Linked DNA regions of Mus musculus: region 1 is linked to region 2. The links are chromatin contacts, called in public Hi-C maps. All regions are on one chromosome and are shown on one strand. Each heading gives the region's core, a stretch centred on a gene start, on an enhancer-like site or on the middle of the called end of the contact. The rest is flanking DNA. Distances are from core to core; before and after follow the strand shown. Region 1 has its middle 74 kb from the start of Gm30397. Region 2 has its middle 340 kb from the start of Gm45488.

The links. Hi-C and Micro-C count contacts between places; a contact is called where the count stands out from the background.
Region 1: a contact with region 2 is called in a Hi-C map of cerebellar granule neurons, with 3 times the contacts expected there. The contact joins two enhancer-like sites. A contact is called at or near these places in 4 of 484 Hi-C or Micro-C datasets (brain, cerebellar granule neurons and cerebellum).

The regions. Positions count from the first base shown.
Region 1 is chr8:44,690,178-44,694,692 of GRCm38.p6, reverse strand. No RefSeq gene overlaps it. Among named protein-coding and RNA genes, the nearest start is that of Gm30397, 74 kb to the left of the region's middle. Within about 2 kb of position 2,187, at least 8 of the 459 cell types and tissues checked have an H3K27ac peak or open chromatin away from gene starts, as enhancers often do. A contact at or near this core is called in cerebellar granule neurons, where this site is marked.
Region 2 is chr8:44,039,755-44,044,088 of GRCm38.p6, reverse strand. No RefSeq gene overlaps it. Among named protein-coding and RNA genes, the nearest start is that of Gm45488, 340 kb to the right of the region's middle. Within about 2 kb of position 1,253, at least 1 of the 459 cell types and tissues checked has an H3K27ac peak or open chromatin away from gene starts, as enhancers often do. A contact at or near this core is called in cerebellar granule neurons, where this site is marked.

The sequences.
Region 1 (4,515 bases), core at 938-3,437, 650 kb before region 2:
CTTTGTGCACAAAGGACGCCTGACTACATTTCTGAAGTCTTTCTTCTCTATACTAACTGATAAGAGCCCACTGTGTCTATTGATGGGAATGGTGGTAAACTCCAGATGGGGCTTGGATTCACCTCTCTGCCTGTCCATCTCTGACTCGAGTTAGCAGTGGAGCCAGTGAGAGATGATGGGATGGGGCTGGTGGCAGCTCCTGCAGCCTCAACTGTCTGCAGAAGAGAAGGATCTGTAGGTTGATGCCCTCTTCCCTTTTGCAACCGTCCCAGGCAGACTGGGTAGGTGGTAGAAGCAAGGCTTATTCTGGGTCTTAGCACGTGGTTCTGAACGAGATTTAAATACCGCACTGATGCACCTGCTGGCCTAATAGACATCCAGTGCGTTCTAGGATCGGAAGGCTTAAAGCCCTCCTTGCTAAATCAAGACAATCAGAAACTCCATTTGAAGTATTTGGGGGAGAGCCGGGGAATGCTAGGATGAACAGGCAGTGTCTATTTTTATGTAAATTCTGTATTCCTATCTTCTTTTTAGACCCCTCTAGGTATAGCCTGCAGAAAATGAGAATATAGCCTGCTCAATTATTACAGCTCTAGGGAGAGTCCCTGCAGGAAGGGAAACATCTCCAACTGGTTCTTGGCTTACATGTATTAGTGATACTTTGTGGCTCCTTAGGACATATATAACTGTAATATAGTCTTACTTCGCCTGTTACAACACCCATATGGGGCTACACTTGTAACTTCTTAGGAGGATCCAGGGGGTCACACTTAGTAACTACATCTTTGAATAGCTGTTGAACATCTCTGTGCCTTAATGTTTAAACCTGTAAACAGGGTGCAGAAGTGTAATCGAGTTCCTTGTGAAACTCTTTTTGTTTGTTTTCTTGGAATTGCAGTGCACTGTTAGACCTGACATGTAGCATGGAAAGTTATCAGCAGTTAAAATGCTGACTCTTCCTAGTCTGTATGTTTTTAATCATCGCAGAGGCAGCTTGAGTTGTCATCTTTCCTCCTTTGGCTTTCTATCTTCTCTCAGGCTGCTTTATAAGACGCTCCATGTGCATTTCTAAGCCTGTGGTTTCTGTTCCCATTGAAGGACCACAGGAACGTGGGCTAAGATGCAGATTCCCTGGAGCTGCCTTCAGCAATTCTAACTCTGGGTTTATGGTAAGGCCCAGAAGTACATGGTTAAAACAATTTTCAGGTACTTTTGGTCCAGGTACTCGGACTGATCAGGTAGAAAGTCCAGGGTTGTGAAGTGCGCTGTATCCATCTGAGCCTTTGTTTGATCATCAAGCTTTTACTTATCAAATAACCAACTGTGTGGGAGGCATTAATCTAGGATCTGTACATACAGTTGAGGACAGACATGGACTGTTTCCTCAAAGGCCTCTCAAAGGCTGATGAAGATGCAGAGCAGTTAAGTTCATTTATATACCTTCAGAGCCAGGCAGAGGTGACTTTAAAGGCACACATTACCCAGCCCTTAACAGTCATGTTCTTTCTATAGTATTTATTTTATTCTATTTGTTTTAAAATCAATGTTACTATGAACATTTTATACCTGTACATGTGGGAAGCTTTCTCATGGAACAATATTAGAGAGTTTTGAGTCCTCCAGTGTAGATGATTATCAAGCTTATTAGACACTGCTAAATTGTTTCTTAAGCAATTTGGATTAATCTCGATGCTCACCAACAGAATATACAACCTGCTACTATGACATACTCCTGCAGTATTTTGCTTGGCAGTGAAAGAATGAATCCCTTGTGATATAAAGGGAATGGCTAAATAGGCAGAATGCTAGGGAATTTACAGAGATCTTCAGAGAGTGACTGGGTCACCTATCCCTTTACATTTCCGAACGCCTTGCAGAACGTAGAAGTGTTTCAATACAGTCACTCTTACCAAGAATGACTGTGTTAAGTCATCTGCCCCAAAACAGACACGATTTCGATCTATCCCTAGGACTTTTGTGTGAGTTTCCAGTGTTGGCTTTATGTCTGAAGAGCATAATGTGACCCTCATAAATAATAAGGTCAGAAGTCGAGTTAGTGTAGAGAAGTTCTATATGCAAAAAAAAAAAAGACTGCTTTTAAATATAGTAAAATCTGAGCTGCGTCATTATTTAGGAGAGTCAGGATGCAGAGCAGCTGTGGCTGTCTAACGTAGCAGGTGCAGGTCCTCAGTCGGTCTCCATAGTGCAAGCAAATTTAGGTCACTGGGAAGGCAGCTCTTGCTGTTCCTGTCAGGCTTTAAGCATCTGAAAAATGATACTGTGTTTGTTCCCTGGGAAAGCAAAGCCTTCAAGGGACCTTCAAAGGATGCAGAAAACTCACTAAGTTCAAGAAGCCTTCGGAGAGGAAGATGTCAGAAGGGGTGTATGTGTCCTTTCCTGCTCCAACTTTCAAAGGGAGTTGGCATCTCAATGCTGGCTACTAGACGGTGACATTTTGTGGTGATTCCCTGCTGTTTCCTCCAGAAAGCCACCAACATACTGGGTAGACTTCATGACCGAGCTAATCAGAGACTGAAGTCAGCGTTCTGAGTTCATTACATTAGGTATCTGCAAAGGAATGATGAAAGTGACATCATGATGCAGTCAGTGCTCATACAGGAATGAGGACTGGCCTTGGATCCTGGGAACCCATGGAAGAGCTGGGTACAGCAGCAGTGTGCTCTTGTATTTCCAAGTACGCACTTGTACTTGTATTTGGGGAGAAGGAGACACAGCAAATCTGGGCCTTCCTGGCTATCTATTCTAGCATATAAATGAGTTCTTGGTCAGTGTGAAGCCCTGATATAAACACACACACACACACACACACACACACACACACACACACACAAACACACACACATACACACACACATATCACGAAGATGGAAACCACCAAACTTCCTTTTAGGAAAAAAAAATTCCATTCAATTAAAAAAAAATTCCTATTGCTTTTCTGTCATGCTTCCAGCAGTGAAGTGGACATGCAGGGAAGACAGGGAAAGAGACATGATATTTACTTCTAGAAATTTCCAGCTGGTCAGACCTTTGCCTTGAAAATGGAATAAAGGCAAGTAGAAAATCATGTGCCTTGTCAAATCGAACTCTTTCCTCACTCCAGTTTGCTTGCAAAAAAAAAAAAAAAAAAAAAAAAAAAAAGATAGCTTGCAAGTTTAACATCAGTGAATTCCAGTCAAAGACAGGCAGCAGCGAGAACTGCAGGCACTTCTCCTGATGTAGTTTGCCAACGAAAACTGGGAAGGTGTAGCACAGAGAGCCATTTTACCCGTGTAGAAAAGCAAGGCCTCTCACATCAAAGAGATGGCTATCTTCGGGAAAGCCTTGCTTGCTTCTGTATATTTGGCAATACGGTGGATTTGAACTGGACTAGTGTCAGCCCCGGGGGTGAAAAATGGAACCGGCTGAGTCTATCTGGAAGCAAATACTCCACAGATGGAGAGGGAAGTGGGAGGTTAGCTCAGACCACTTGATTTTAATTAAGCAGCTTTCATTTTTTTTTTTCTGTGTGTGTGTGAACTTGGAAAAGAAAAAGCAAGCAGAACTGATAAAGTCCATGTGACACTGGATCAGTTTCCTCACCACCTAGATAAACAAGAGCACGTCTCTTAGGGGCAAGGCAAAGGACCTACCTTGCAATTCCTTTGCCTGAGGAGGCATGTGTTCTTACTGCTGGGGATGTGTGGGGAGTATTTGAGAGGAATAGACTCAGAGAAGGAGCCTCTATTCATTTTTGGCATATGTCTGTAGAATATGTAGCAGTGATATCTTCTATTTAAAGATGTTTGACAGGACACCCGAGAGAGAGGAGGGAGCGTGGCTTTTGTGGTTAGAAGAACAGATGGACTGATGGGGCAGCTCCCGCCCTGCTTCCACAAGCAGCTCCAACACTCTCCATTAACATTTAGGATGAAGCCACCCAGAAAGACCAGGAAGCCTGAAGAAGGAACCCCGCCAGCCTCCAGGTGTACACAGGCCCAGGAGCAAACTACTTCATTGCCCAAAACTAAGGTTGACTCCAGGGTCTCTTTTTGAACCCTCAGAGAGAAGTATTCAACCATTCCTTCTGCCATCTCCATTCCTACCTCCAAACTTGATACCACCTGCTACCTCCTGTCCTTAAGCCCAGCCCTTTCTTGCTTAGAACTGATTATCCAGAAAATCTAGTAGCGGTCATTGTTGGACTTTTAATATTGGACATATGCTGGATAGGTCATTTCTCCACAGGGAGTGATTTTTACCTCTCAGGGGACATGTGGCAGCATCTGTGACTATTTTAGGTTGTCAAGACAGGGCAGGAGCACCGCAAACACATGTATGTATGTAATATACAACATTTCTACAGAATATCGCTCTCAGATTGTCAGCAGCATTGAATCTGAGCAACTACAATTTTAAGTGAAGATCTGATATTTTGGCTGAGGAAAGTTGGAAGGGTTGAGTGGAGTCGCAGCACGCTGCACTGGCGGATATAATTCTGGGAGTTTTGCTTTAAGC
Region 2 (4,334 bases), core at 4-2,503:
CTTTCTCTACACAAAGGATAAACAGGCTGAGGAAGAAATTAGGGAAACAACACCCTTCTCAATAGTCACATATAATATAAAATACCTTGGCATGACTCTAGCCAAACCTCCCTTCTTATACACATAAATCAAGACTTAAACTCTAAAGTTGATACATTGGGAAGAAGTCTTTTATTTAGAATTACAATAGGGATTACAAGAGAATTTAAAAGATAGCTCCAGAAGTTGATTTGGATTTTTAAAAGAATTATAGAAAGTCTGTTACTTTTTCTGTTGAGTCTTTATTCATTTAAAAACAAATGCCCATATTGTTATAATACATACATGAACACAATGCTCAATTATAAGGGTATGGGGTTAGAAAACATTTGTTTCAAAGGTGGTCTTACAGTTTTAGCAGTATGCTCTTGAATACATTGCTAAGAGTACATGTAAAACACTTATTGTATGACTTTGTTAAACATGCATACTTTTGCATTTCTAAGAACACACAGGATCTGAAAACCATGTCTTAATAATGTACATTACAAATGCTTTTATGTGAAGAAGCAGATGGAAAATATTTTAGATTTTGGTGGTAATGAGGAAAAAAAATGAAGATTTACATGTGTATATGCACAAAAAGGGAGAAATATTTTTACAAATTTTTATTTGCCCAAACTCAATATATAATATAGAAGTTAGCTACAATATTTGTTATACAGATATGCTGAGAGAACTGTTACTATATCATTTTACATGAGGAAGAGGAGAATGGTAAAATTGTGCTTAGTTGGGGTCCAAGTCCATGTATCTTTGCATCAACTCCATTGAAAATGTGCATCTGTGGAGACAAATTCATTTGTAGGCCATAAAAATGAAAAAGCAAGCGATGCACAAGCTTTAGCCCATACAAGGTTTAACCCATGGGTTTATCGTTTGCTGGCAATGGCTCAGTACAGTCTCCCTCTAGGTAGCTGGAACCTGAACTGAGAGTTTGCCTCTATTGATGGTCCAAATGTTCAAAATTTTCTCAGGTTATTGTAGAACAAATATGTTATTAAATAAAATAAAAATAAATCTGCAGTAAAAAAGACAATATAAATATAGCACATACTTATTATTAAACTCAATAAGCATAAAATTAATCTTGTTAAGTTACTGTGAGTGCTTCTAAACATCAATTTTCCATTTCATAGTTATCTCCTGGCAAAATGATGGCCAGGACTGACAGCTTGATAGTAAGTAGTTCATCCCATTTTCAAATCTGTGGGCATATTTTTCATCACCACGACTCCTCGTCTCCTCCAATTGAACCACATATGGGTTCATTTCCTCTGCAGACCTAATTGGCAAGATTTCTGATCTAAGGTGGTGGAGAGAAATATCACACACATCAACAGATTGTCTAGGACCTGTTCTCATCTTTTACTTGTGAATTTGTTCATTTGGTACACACCCTTGGAAAGAGCACCGGGATTGAGCCCGTTACCTAGTTTCATCGGGTCAAATCACATCGTTCTGAACATGTTTTATAGCAGTCATCCTACAGAATTTGATGCTGTGAAATGGCATTTATCGTTAACGGCGTGTCTTACTGATGGAACTCTAGTACATCATCCTTACAATTGCTTATTTCATATTTAACCAACACTCAGAGTTCAATTGAATAGAAATATGCTTTATTCTCTACCGAAATGACTCAATTACTGTATTCAGAAGTTTCCACAAATGTTGCAGGTACTAATAGAATACATATTTAAATTCATATCCTGAAGTCATGCTCATCTAACTATGTTAGCTTAAAATGCAATAGTTTAAAAAAATTCATTTTTGGTGGTATTATTCCCAAGTGCAAGCTGTAAATTTCTTTGAAGAAGCATCTTTTACATTTTTAAACACATTTTCCATCAGCTTTTGCTTTGTAAGAATAAAAGCAGAGCAGAGGTACAGCAGGCTCTTAATTAACTTAAGAGAAAGAAGTTAAAAGTGTTCCCTCTCTCTTTGTGGGTTACAGAACTACATTCTTGAGTGGGAAATGAAAGATTTACAATATTTTCAACACAGCAACTTTTAATGAGATGCATCTGCCTTGTCTGGTGCAAGCATGCCTCCAGGGGTTCTGAGAACCAAGACAGAAGCATTTCTGGCTGTTTTACTTAATGCCTTACCAGAAAAGTTCCTATAAAGGGTTTTCAGTTTTAGGATTATCTTACATTACTGTTTTGAGCTGTGAACTCATCTTACCTGTGTACCTTTTGAGTCATACATACAACCAGAATCAACCAAAGGCTGATATGTCCACTCTCTACCTAAGTATGTGGAATCTATTTGGTGAGCTATTTTCTCCAAATTCCTTCTGCCCTTCATTAAAAAAAAAATGTATAAGATGACTATTGCAAAGTAAAATTCTGATCTATAACTCTTAAGATTCTAGTTTGTACTGGGCAGTGGTAGTGCACGCCTTTAATCCGAGCACTTGGGAGGCAGAAGCATGTGGATTTCTGAGTTCAAGGCCAGCCTGGTCTACAGAGTAAGTTCCAGGATAGCCAGGGCTATGCAGAGAAACCCTGTCTCAAAACAAACAAACAAACAAACAAACAAACAAACAAACAAACAAAAATTGTAGTTTGCTCATAGGGCTGGGAAGATGGCTCAGTCAGTATGTTTTGCCATGTAAGCATGAGGTCCTGGGCTTGTATCTCCAACATCCAAGTAAATAGCCAGTTTAATAGGGCACATCTATAATCCTAAAGATGGAAACAAGAGGATCCCTGGACACTGCTGGACAACTAGTCTTGTTGTACTAGTAAGTATCAGGTTCAAAAAGAGACCTTGTCCCTAAAACAAAGTAAGCAAACACAAGTGGAAGATACATAATGATCCATCTCTCCCTTTGAGCTGAGGACCAAATCCAGGGACTTGTGCTTGCTAGGTAGACATTCTACCACTGAGTTAAATCTCCAATCTCTAGACATGTAACATTATGCAACATTAACTTCTGGCCTCCACATTCATGTACAAGTGTGATGGACAGCAGATCAACACACGTAATACCAAACCTATGGAAATTTTAAAAAGAAAGAAAGAAAATGAAAGTAAGCAAACTATCCCGTCCCGCGGGATTCAGTTATTCGTGGGTGCGAGGGGGACCGCAAACCTGGAAGGAAATGGGAGTAAAAGAAAGAAGAGTCGGAGGACCAAGTAGATTGAACCTATCAAGGTCTCGTTTATTAGGCTGAGGTGCCTTCTTTTTAAAGCATACATCGCGGGGAATATGGGAGGGGTCGAGGGAGAATTATACAAAGAACAAAGAAGTGGGCATCTGCTGACATGGGGGCCAAAGTCAGGCGCCAGGCAGCAGGCACTTTGCATCTTATCTCGGGAACCTTGATCCTCCTCAAAAGCCTTGGGAGTCAAGCTGGGCTCAGGCATAGCTCATGTCTTTGGATGTCATGGGAACTCAGGAAGAGATAGGGGAGAGGGGACTGTTATTCAAATCTTGCAGCCTTAGGTGTTAGGAAGAGTACAAGGAGGAAAGGGGGGTGGCAACCAGCTCTTAGTACAAGGCCCTTTGATTTGTTAAGGAGATTGTGAAGGGCTCACTTTCTCACGGGATGGTCTCTGACAGCAAACAACATCAAATCTCTAGCTAAGTACATAGCTTGGTGATGAATGGTAGTAGATCACTTACCTAGCATGCTCAGCCACTACTGTTGCAAAAACTAGGTGAATAAAATAAAACCCAAGAAGCTAATTGACCTTGTGTACATTGTTGCTAAGGGTCTGCCATAAAATGAAATACTCTCTATATACACTATATATTGCACTGGGCAGTATTGGCACATGCCTTTAATCCCAGCAATTCCATTTCTGCCCAACCCAATCTATGTAAAGTTGATGTCCTTGAAACACACATTTAGAGCTTTGATGTGGCTATAAGGTCTTGTGTTGCTGTTAGAAAAACATGGAAATAGAGAGAAGACTGAGGAAAAGAAGGTCAAGCAACAGGCCCAAAGTGGGATCCCACTCAATGGGAGGCCTCAGGGCCTGACACTATTACTCAGTCTCTGGAGCACTCACAAAAAGGGACCTAGCATGACTGCCCTCTGAGAGACCCACCAAGCAGCTGGAAGTCAGATGCAGATATTTGCAGCCAACCAATGGACAAGTTGCTGATCCCTGTGGTTGAATAATGGAAAAGCTGGAAGAAGCTGAGGAGGAGAGCAATCCCATAGGAAGACCAGCAGTCTCAATTAAGGTGGACTCCTGAGATCTCTCAAACACTAGATCACCAACCAGGCAGCATACACCAACTGATATAAGGACCCCAACACATATATAGCAGAGAACTT